Linked DNA regions of Mus musculus: regions 1 and 3 are each linked to region 2. The links are chromatin contacts, called in public Hi-C and HiChIP or PLAC-seq maps. All regions are on one chromosome and are shown on one strand. The core of a region is the stretch at or near the end of the contact, and the rest is flanking DNA. Distances in the headings are between cores, read along the strand shown. Region 1 has its middle 9.0 kb from the start of Gm35572. Region 2 overlaps Myo9b (myosin IXb). Region 3 holds the start of Kcnn1 (potassium intermediate/small conductance calcium-activated channel, subfamily N, member 1).

Region 1 (2,700 bases), core at 145-2,644, 450 kb after region 2:
AGTCTCCTAACACGACACTAGCTGACTTTCTTGCCCTCCTCTGCCCACAGCCTGGCAGGGCTACAAGCATTATGAGCAAGAAACCTTATCAATATCCTTCCGGTTTGGGATGGAGCTTGCTGACCTAGCTCTGTTAGTTTTCCCCGTTAGCCTTATGCCCCAGGGACTAGACAGAACCTATCAACAGACCTTTCTGGACTTTCCCATGGGAGACAGTCCCTGTTAGGTACTGGGTGGGCAGCAGTGTAACCCCTGGCCACCAGTTTCCAGGCAGCCTGTTGGCAAACAAACCAGGGCTCCTGCGCCTGCAGTTGACAGGCACACTGGAGTCACCTCCCAGAACGCAAGCTCTAGGAGGGGTAGTTTTCACTGAACCTGGCTGTGGGCAAGTTTCTGTGGTATTGGGCATGGACCCAAGGGTGCATGTCTGAAGGCTCATGTGTATAAATGTGTGGCAGAGCTTGCATGAGGGCATGTTTGTATGATCTTGTGTGCACAGGGCAAGTGTGTTTGTGTGTGTACTCACGAGCATGTGCATTTGTGGGTCCACAAGTAGTGTGCAGTCAGGTCTCATTTGGCAGATGTTTTTCAATGTACATCATTAGTCTTTGTTGTCATTTTGCAAATATCATGCAGCAGACTAAGTATCTACACCATCACTAGTTGATGTCATCTGCATGACCCCCTGTTGATTCTATAGGCCATCTTTGATTGAAGGCCAACAGGCAGTGAATAACTGGCATGTAGGTGTGTTAAGGCATGTAGGTGTAGACTGATTAAGGCATAGAATTTCAGTTTGAGTCCCTGTGTTTCTCACACAAAATGTTCTTGAACTCTGGTGTCACCACCTGGAACTTTCTATGATTGAGTTTCAGAGTGGCCTGAACTGCCAGGCAAGTATGGCTGTGAACCCCATCCCAACCCCTTACTGTTCCTACAGACTCCCAACCCTGTCCTTGCTGAATGAAGCAGGGTCTGTCTAGTTGTTGTCCAGGCTGGCCTAGAACTAGGGATCCTCTTGTCTCAGCCTCGCAAGTACTGCTATGCATTACCAAGCCTATTTCTTACTTTTTGATCAGTGGGATTTGTTCGACTTTCCATTTTGTTAGTGTGTAAGTGTTAGTGTTCTGTGGAGCTCACAGGACACATTGTGGGAGTAGGTGCTCTGCTTCAAGCAGAGGTGATCCTAAAAATTCACTTCTTTTCAGACTCGGTGGGCACTGTCACCTGCAGTGTTGTCCTCCCTCTGTGGTCCAGGCCATCCTCAATATAAAAGTGTGAACCTGTCACAGGAAGTTTGTGTGGCATTGTAGGTTGTGGTATAAGCCTGCTACTATGACCAAGATCAGAAGCACATGGGTCTCCTGACCCTCTGTATCTTGTCACCCAGAAGCAGCCAGCAGCCAGCAGTCAACAGTCAGCAGCCAGCAGCCAGCAGCCAGCAGTCAGCTAGCTTCCTGTGTGGCTAGCTGGGTTTTAGAGAATGGAATACACACCCTGAGTACTTCCACTTTATTGAAATTGTGTAAAATTCATGATTGAAAGCAGACAGTTCCTCAGTAGTTCAGTGTTGTGCAACCCTCACAGCTGTCCATTCCAGAACTTGTCCATAGCCCTAGAATACCCATCACTCCAACCCCTGGCAGCCTCTGTTCTGCTTCCTGCCTCAGTGGACTGGCTTGTTCTGGACATTGCTTGTCAGTGGGGGTACACACACACACACACACACACACACACACACACACACACTGTCTGTGCTGGGATATTTCTTTGTTTTTGTCATGCAGACCAGGCTGGCCAAAACTCCCTATGTAACCAAGGATGTCCTTGCATTCCTGATCCTCCTGCTTCCACTGCCCCAGTGCTGGGGTGGCAGGTGCAACCACCTTCAGACTACATTTTGGGGGATGGAACCCAGGACTCCACATGCTGGGTAGTCACCCTGCCAGCTGAGCAATAGCCACATCATGTTTCCTAACTTCACCCATGTGCTGTGGACTAGTGCAGCATTCCTACTGTACCTGAGGGCTGTTCCCCCTGTGGTTGGACTATATTTTATTTATCCATTCATCATTAGTGTGTTTCTGCCTTTAAATGCAAGCCACACTGCATACAGTCCCATCCTGGGATTTGAGTTCCTGAGCTTTGGGGTGTAGAAGAGCAGAATTGTCAGGTCTGTGTGTAGTGTTTGGGGGCCAGTGTTTTTCCAGTTTTGTGGTTCCATCTAAGTATCAGAGGGTGGTACCTTTTGGTACCTGTGCTATGTTGAAGTTGTCCATCCTCTAGCTATGGCTGCTGTGGTGGTTTCTAGCTCAGGGATCTTAGAAACACAGTGCTGGGGATGTTCACCTGCCTCCTCTTTGTTTCTCTAGAGAGATTCATGGAGGGTGGGAATGACTGGTATCTGCTGGATTAAAATGATTAACATTTAAACCAGCTTCCAGGGGCCAGTGAGATGGCTCAGCAAGTAGAGGTGCTTACTGCTAAACCCAGTGATCTGAGTTCAATCCCCAAAATCCACATGGTGGAATCCTGCAAATTGTCCTCTGATACGCACTTGTGCATCCTGACACAGGTGCAAACACAAAATATGGAAAGAAACAAATGTCCCAAGGCCTGTGGTGTACAACTGGGACCCTAGCACTCAGGAGGCAGAGGCAGGACCTAGACCACAGGACCTTGGCTGGTCAGGCCACAGTG
Region 2 (2,700 bases), core at 54-2,553:
CCAGGAGCACTCCTGTAGACATGACACAAGAACACCTGAGAATGCCCAGTGTCCCCTGCATCACCTCCTGCCTGAATACTGCCCGGAGTCACCCTCAGAGACAGAGAATTCTGCCTGAAGGTTACCCTTTTTCTGTTTGTAATTTTAATTTATCTTATTTATTTACTTATTATTTTTGAGACAGGGTCTCACTGTGGCTCTGCCTATCCTGGAAATCTCTATATAGACCAGGCTGGCCTTGAACTCAGAGAAATCCACCTGCCTTTCCCAGGTGCTAAGATTAAAGGAATATACATCACATTCAGCCTGATTTATATTTCTTTCTTTTATCTATTTTTCTAATTTCATTTATAATTATGTGTGTTGGGTGAGGTTTGTACATGTGAGCACAAGTTTTTTTGTTTTGTTTTGTTTTATGTTTACTTTAAGACAGGTACCCATGTAGCTTAGGCTAGCCTCAAGGCTATGTAGCCAAGGATGACCATGGATTCCTGATCCTCCTGCCTCTACCTCCCTAGTGCCTTACAGACATGTAACACACCAAATATGGCCCTTCCTTTCTATGTTGCCAAAGCTGGTCCCAACTTGTCCACCACCACCACCACCCCCGCACTTCCTCTTTTGAGTACTGCATGAAAGGCACTGACCAACAAATCCAGCAAAGCCATGTTAGCTGAAACTGTGAGGCCTCTTTTCCCTTGTTACAGCTGCCAGAGCTCAGGTCTTGGTATACCTTGGGTCACAGGTTAACCCAGCTCATGTGACTTTCTAGCCTCATTCCTGTCCTCTTAGGGTCCCACACTGTGGCCTGTGCATAGGCCAAAGGTAACATGCAGCTTGCAGTGTCAGGGACTTTTTCTCAGCTCCCCAAAAGGAGAAGTTGGGCTGCTTTGAGGTCAGGGTGTCACTGGGCCCTCCTGTCCTCTCAGGCCCGGATGCAGCCTCACAGTGCAATACTGGCCAGAAAACAGGAGGACTCCTATGGAAAGACAGGGGTCTATCAATCAGTGTCCCTGCATGCCCGGGATAGTTGCCATTTCAAAGAATGTGGGGACAACATGAGCCAGGGCATCCTCTAGTAGGCAAGCAGTAGGCCCTCAACATACTGCCTACCTTCAGGAAGGAGACACTTGTGTGAGCTGTTGGCTGCCTGAGCTTACAAGGGCAGTAAGACATCTGGAAGCTTTGTGAGCCCAGTGGGTTGTTACTCTTGATGGGCACAGCACCCCTTGACAGCACTGAGCTCAGCAGAGTCACATAGGACATTGGTCATGGGGTTCACCCGAAAGTATGCCCGAGACATGGCTTCACTCCAGGGAAGCAGGGCACAGACTGTCTGGCCCTGGCATGTCCCCAGCTGCTGCTGACATGTGAGGCTCTGATTCTGAAAGCAGAAATGAAACATGGACCCACATCTTTTCCCTGGGTTTGGCTTCACTTAGCCACAGGCCCTGCCACACCAGGTGAGTCTGAGGGAGGGAGATAGCCCACAACTTCAGCCACCATAGACACTTTTACTCCAGAACAGGAATGGGCCCTGAAGCTGCTGCTGCCTCCTGCTCAGGGCCAAGGTTTGTGTCCCTGTAAACCAGACTCCACTCTCCAAGGACCGCAGGACCTTTGCCCACTGGTCATGGCTTCCCTGAGGTATGGTGGCTTGGCTCTGCCCAACCACGAGGACATGGACTCATTGATGTGAGAAACCAAAGAGCTAGGTGAAGATGTTTGGCCAGATTGACTCGGGTGAAAAGTTCTGGAGTTGGGAGTACCTCAGCCTATGTAGTAGGGGTGTTTAACAGCCTTGATATTGACAGGTTAAATGTGTGGTTCAGCTTGTGTGGCAGCAAGTGACTATCAATGTAGCACTTGGAAGCCAAGGAAGGAGGAATTTGAAGCCAGTCTGGGTTACATTGTGAGGCCCCTGTCTCTGTCTGTCAACCAAGAGTGCAGCTCAGCAGCTGCTGTTGGTCTGAGGGGGAATTTCTAAAATGTCATGTTTTAGAGATTTGTCCCCAGGTGACATGTTGGTAGCTGATGGGAGTTGGTGACATCATTGAGTCTGTGATTAAGAAGAGGTTAAAGGGTCGTAGTTCAGTTCTCCAGCTCAGGCTTGGCCACATGGCCACTTGCTGTTCCATGTGCTTGTGCTGTAGTGTGGTATGGGCAGGAGTCCCCTGGCCAGCACAGAACCAGGGCTCACCCTGGCTCAGCACTCCAGTCTCAAGCTAAAGCTGCACTTTATAAAGTCTTCAGCCCAGTGACACAACATTGTCTTGGTTTGCTTTCTGTTGCTGCGATGAGCACTATGACCAGAAGCAGTGTAGGGAAGAAAGAGCTTGTTCCATGCTATAGATTATAGCCTGCCATTGATGGACACCAAGGCAGGAGCTTGAAGCAGAAAGAGGAATGCTGCTTACCAGCTGTCCCCAGGCTATTGCCTGTCTTCCCTGCCTTCCTTCTGTCTTTCTTCCTTCCTTCCCTTCTTCCTCTCTTTCTTTCTTTCTTCTTTTTTTTTTTCTTTTTTAATACATACATAGCATTAGCTGACTTTGGAACTCAACTATATAGACCAGGCCAGCCTTGAACTCTGTAGAGTGCTGGTAGGATTTAAGGCACTACAATCAGTACTCACCTGCCTTCCTTATATAGCTTAGACCCACTTGCTTAGGAATTGTATCGCCCACAGTAGACTGGCCCCTC
Region 3 (2,877 bases), core at 90-2,589, 440 kb before region 2:
CCTCAAGCTACCAACAGCAGGTGACAAGGTGGCCTGGGTGCCTGCAAGACACACAGGTGAAGAGGCAATATGGGGCTGTGACTCAGCTGTCTGACACATATGCCAAGCCTAGGTGCTGCCATGTTGTTCCCTGAGACAGCCTCTTCCTGGGCAGGCTGGCTGGCACAGGACAGATGCAGAGCAGGCAGGGCTCAGTGACCAGTCCTGGGCTGGCTGTGTTTTGAGCCTCCAGTTAAAAGGACTGTCTGTTGCCCCAGGCACAAGGGGGATACCTCTTCTGGTTTTAAAAAGAAGAGCAAAGCTGAGGGAGGTTGGGTGGCCCCTGGATCCTCTGCCAGCACCGAGTCAGACACAGACTAAGGGACACAGCCTGGCGGTGGCTGAGGGCAGGACCTTGACAGGGAACCAGGCTGGCTCTGCCCGAGTGGCTGTGAGCTGAGGACAGAGCTGCTTTCTGTCATGGAGCCTGGGGTACCAGCTCAGTCCGTTTTCTCTTGTCTTCTGTAATTTTATTTATTTACTTTAGAGACAGGCTCTCAATCTATAGTGCAGGTTGGCACTGTGGCAAACCCCAGGTGCTGGGATGGCAGGTGTAAGTCGCCATGCTAGGACTGGTGATACATACCTATCAAGAGGTGCTAAACAGCAAGGCTAGCCTGGCCTTTGAGGCCAACTAGGGCTACCTGAGAACCTGTCTCAAAATAAAATAAAATCGGATCAATAGGTGTCCCTTGCTGTGAGTCTCAAGGAGGCACCCACCTCCCACAACTCTTGTAGGAACCACAGTGATAACGGCTCATGACAGAAACTCCCAAGACACTAGACCTGTGTCAGGTGGCCTCCCCAGCAGCTGGTGGGGAAATGGAGTTGAGGAAGGGTGCCAGAGCTCTTCTCACCAGGCTCACTGACTCCTCAGGGTGCCCGGCTCTGCTTGCCCTTTGCACACCGGCTACCAGGGAGCTTACAAGGCCAGTCTGGCAGCCCAGGTGCTGTCACTGAGCACCTTGACCTCAGTTTAGGGTGGCCGAAGAGTGCTCATGTCACTGGCCGTATCACATCCATCCTTGTGCATGGACTTTATGGACTCAGCGTCTCCCACTCGCAATCTTCCCTCACCGGGGGACACGCGCACCCTCTCTTCTGTGTCCCTGACCCCTGACCGCGTGGCAACACCATCCCCAGCGTCGTCCCTAGTCGCATAGCCCAGGGACCCGCTATTACTGCCCCCCCAGCCCCCTCACCCCCGCTTCCTCTCGCCAATACCTGCGGGCGGGGACCTGGACCCTCGTGCCAGCGCGTCCCCGCCGAGACCGGCCAGGGAGGGGGAGCAGCGCCGCCCCGTATGAGCGGCGCCTTGGATTGGCTGAGTGCACCAGGCCCCACCCCCATGACCCCGCAGGCTCCGCCCATGCTTAAAGCTCCCTCCTGGGCACTGGGCAAGAATAAGAACCCCGGTGATGGGCATCTGTGCACAGGCAGCTGGCTATTGCAGGTGATCCTGCACACCTGGACCTCATCTCTGGGGACAGACAAGCCCGCTCACCTCAGGGACCCCGATCTTAAACCCTATTAGCCTTGCGGGCAGAAAGAGCTCCAGGCAGCTGCAATCATCAGGGCTGGGGAGACCCCCGAACCTGCTCTGCCCCCATCATTCAAGCCAAACTTACAGAGCTCACTCATGAAAGTTTTTGTTTTGAATCAAGGTCTCACATAACCTAGTCTGGCGTCAAACTCACTGTGAAGTACAGGCTGCGCTAGAACTTACCAGGGAGTCCAGGTTAGCCTTGAGTGGCCTTGAAGTTCTGTTCCTTCTCCCTTCACCTCCTGAGCGCTGGGACAGTTTTGGGCCCCCCTTTCCAGCTCATGCAACATTTTTTGTGGTCTTGGGTTTTGTTTGTTTGTTTTGATAGCTCTGTAGCCAAAGCTGATCTTGAATTTACTCACTGAAATCCTCCTCTCAGCCTACTTCCTAAGGTGCTGGAGTTTCAGGTGTCTTCTAAGACATCCCAGAGACCAAGGAGTCTAGTCTCCGCCCCTTCAGTCACGTGATTACTGACAAGCTGGGGAGCTGAGGTTTGCCTGCAGCCGAGCGATGAGTGTGTGTATCCCCTCCCTAATCCCCTCCCCACCCCCACCCCAGCCACCCAGCTCCTGCTTCTTCCTGGCCCAATGTCTTTGCAGTTTAGAGGGCCTCAGGAAGGACTGAGGGGCAGATGTGTGGCCAGCAAGTGGCCTGGGAGCAGTGACAGCACTGAGCCCCAGCAGAGCCACCAACAGAGTGACAGTCCAGGTGTTGGGGACCACATCTGCACTATCCACATAGGTGGAGCCAGATGGAACCAGCCTGGGGTGATAGATGTAAGCAGGTTCCAGGAGACACCACAGAGGGACAGGCCAAGAGCACCAGGTTCTGCCTCCAGCCCCTAAACCTTCTGCATGTGGCCACCTCAGCCTGTGGCTGTGGGCCTTCCCTGCCTACCCCCTACCCAGGAATTGTTTTGCTTTTTGTTTTAGAAAGGGTTTCATATCTGTGAGGCTCAGACTTACTATAGAGCTGAGGATGGCCTGGAACTGGCCATCTTGCCTCTACCTCTCAGGTCCTACCTGACAGGATAGGCCTGGGCCACCAAGCCCCATTTGTTCCGTGCTAACAACAGAAGCCAGGGCGTCATAAACACTGGCAAAGCACTCAGTCTCCTGAGACACACCTCAGCCTCTCACAGCCCCCAGGGATTGGGGGCATGCCCCCGTTTGTCATCAAAATTGGGGTGCTCACTGTCCATCTAGCTCTCCTCCAGGCGCCTGTCTCAACATGCACCCCCATGGTGCCTGTGACCACAATCAAGGAGTTCACAGGCTCAGCAGTCACTGCCTCTA

The links. A called contact is a pair of places that touch in the nucleus more often than the background predicts. HiChIP or PLAC-seq counts read pairs in DNA pulled down with a chosen protein or histone mark.
Region 1: a contact with region 2 is called in a Hi-C map of LSK cells, with 11 times the contacts expected there. The contact joins two enhancer-like sites. A contact is called at or near these places in 3 of 39 promoter capture datasets (the C10 cell line and embryonic stem cells), 1 of 15 datasets of contacts at CTCF or cohesin (the NIH/3T3 cell line), 56 of 484 Hi-C or Micro-C datasets (B cells, the C2C12 cell line, ECoMG myeloid progenitors and 33 more), 13 of 115 datasets of contacts at active chromatin or transcription factors (DN3 thymocytes, the HPC-7 cell line, the NIH/3T3 cell line and 4 more) and 1 of 9 other capture datasets (embryonic stem cells).
Region 3: an H3K4me3 HiChIP or PLAC-seq map of bone marrow-derived macrophages shows a contact between it and region 2, with 4 times the contacts expected there. The contact joins the promoter of Kcnn1 here to the enhancer-like site in region 2. A contact is called at or near these places in 3 of 39 promoter capture datasets (cranial neural crest, embryonic stem cells and liver) and 1 of 115 datasets of contacts at active chromatin or transcription factors (bone marrow-derived macrophages).

Annotation. Positions count from the first base shown.
Region 1 is chr8:71,745,802-71,748,501 of GRCm38.p6, forward strand. No RefSeq gene overlaps it. Among named protein-coding and RNA genes, the nearest start is that of Gm35572, 9.0 kb to the right of the region's middle. Within about 2 kb of position 1,395, at least 27 of the 459 cell types and tissues checked have an H3K27ac peak or open chromatin away from gene starts, as enhancers often do. A contact at or near this core is called in LSK cells, where this site is marked.
Region 2 is chr8:71,295,653-71,298,352 of GRCm38.p6, forward strand. All of the region lies in intron 2 of Myo9b (myosin IXb), which reads left to right. Among named protein-coding and RNA genes, the nearest start is that of Myo9b, 24 kb to the left of the region's middle. Within about 2 kb of position 1,304, at least 108 of the 459 cell types and tissues checked have an H3K27ac peak or open chromatin away from gene starts, as enhancers often do. A contact at or near this core is called in LSK cells, bone marrow-derived macrophages and liver, where this site is marked.
Region 3 is chr8:70,855,669-70,858,545 of GRCm38.p6, forward strand. It overlaps Kcnn1 (potassium intermediate/small conductance calcium-activated channel, subfamily N, member 1), which reads right to left and starts at 1,340. Exons shown (of 10, transcript NM_032397.3): 1 at 1,264-1,340.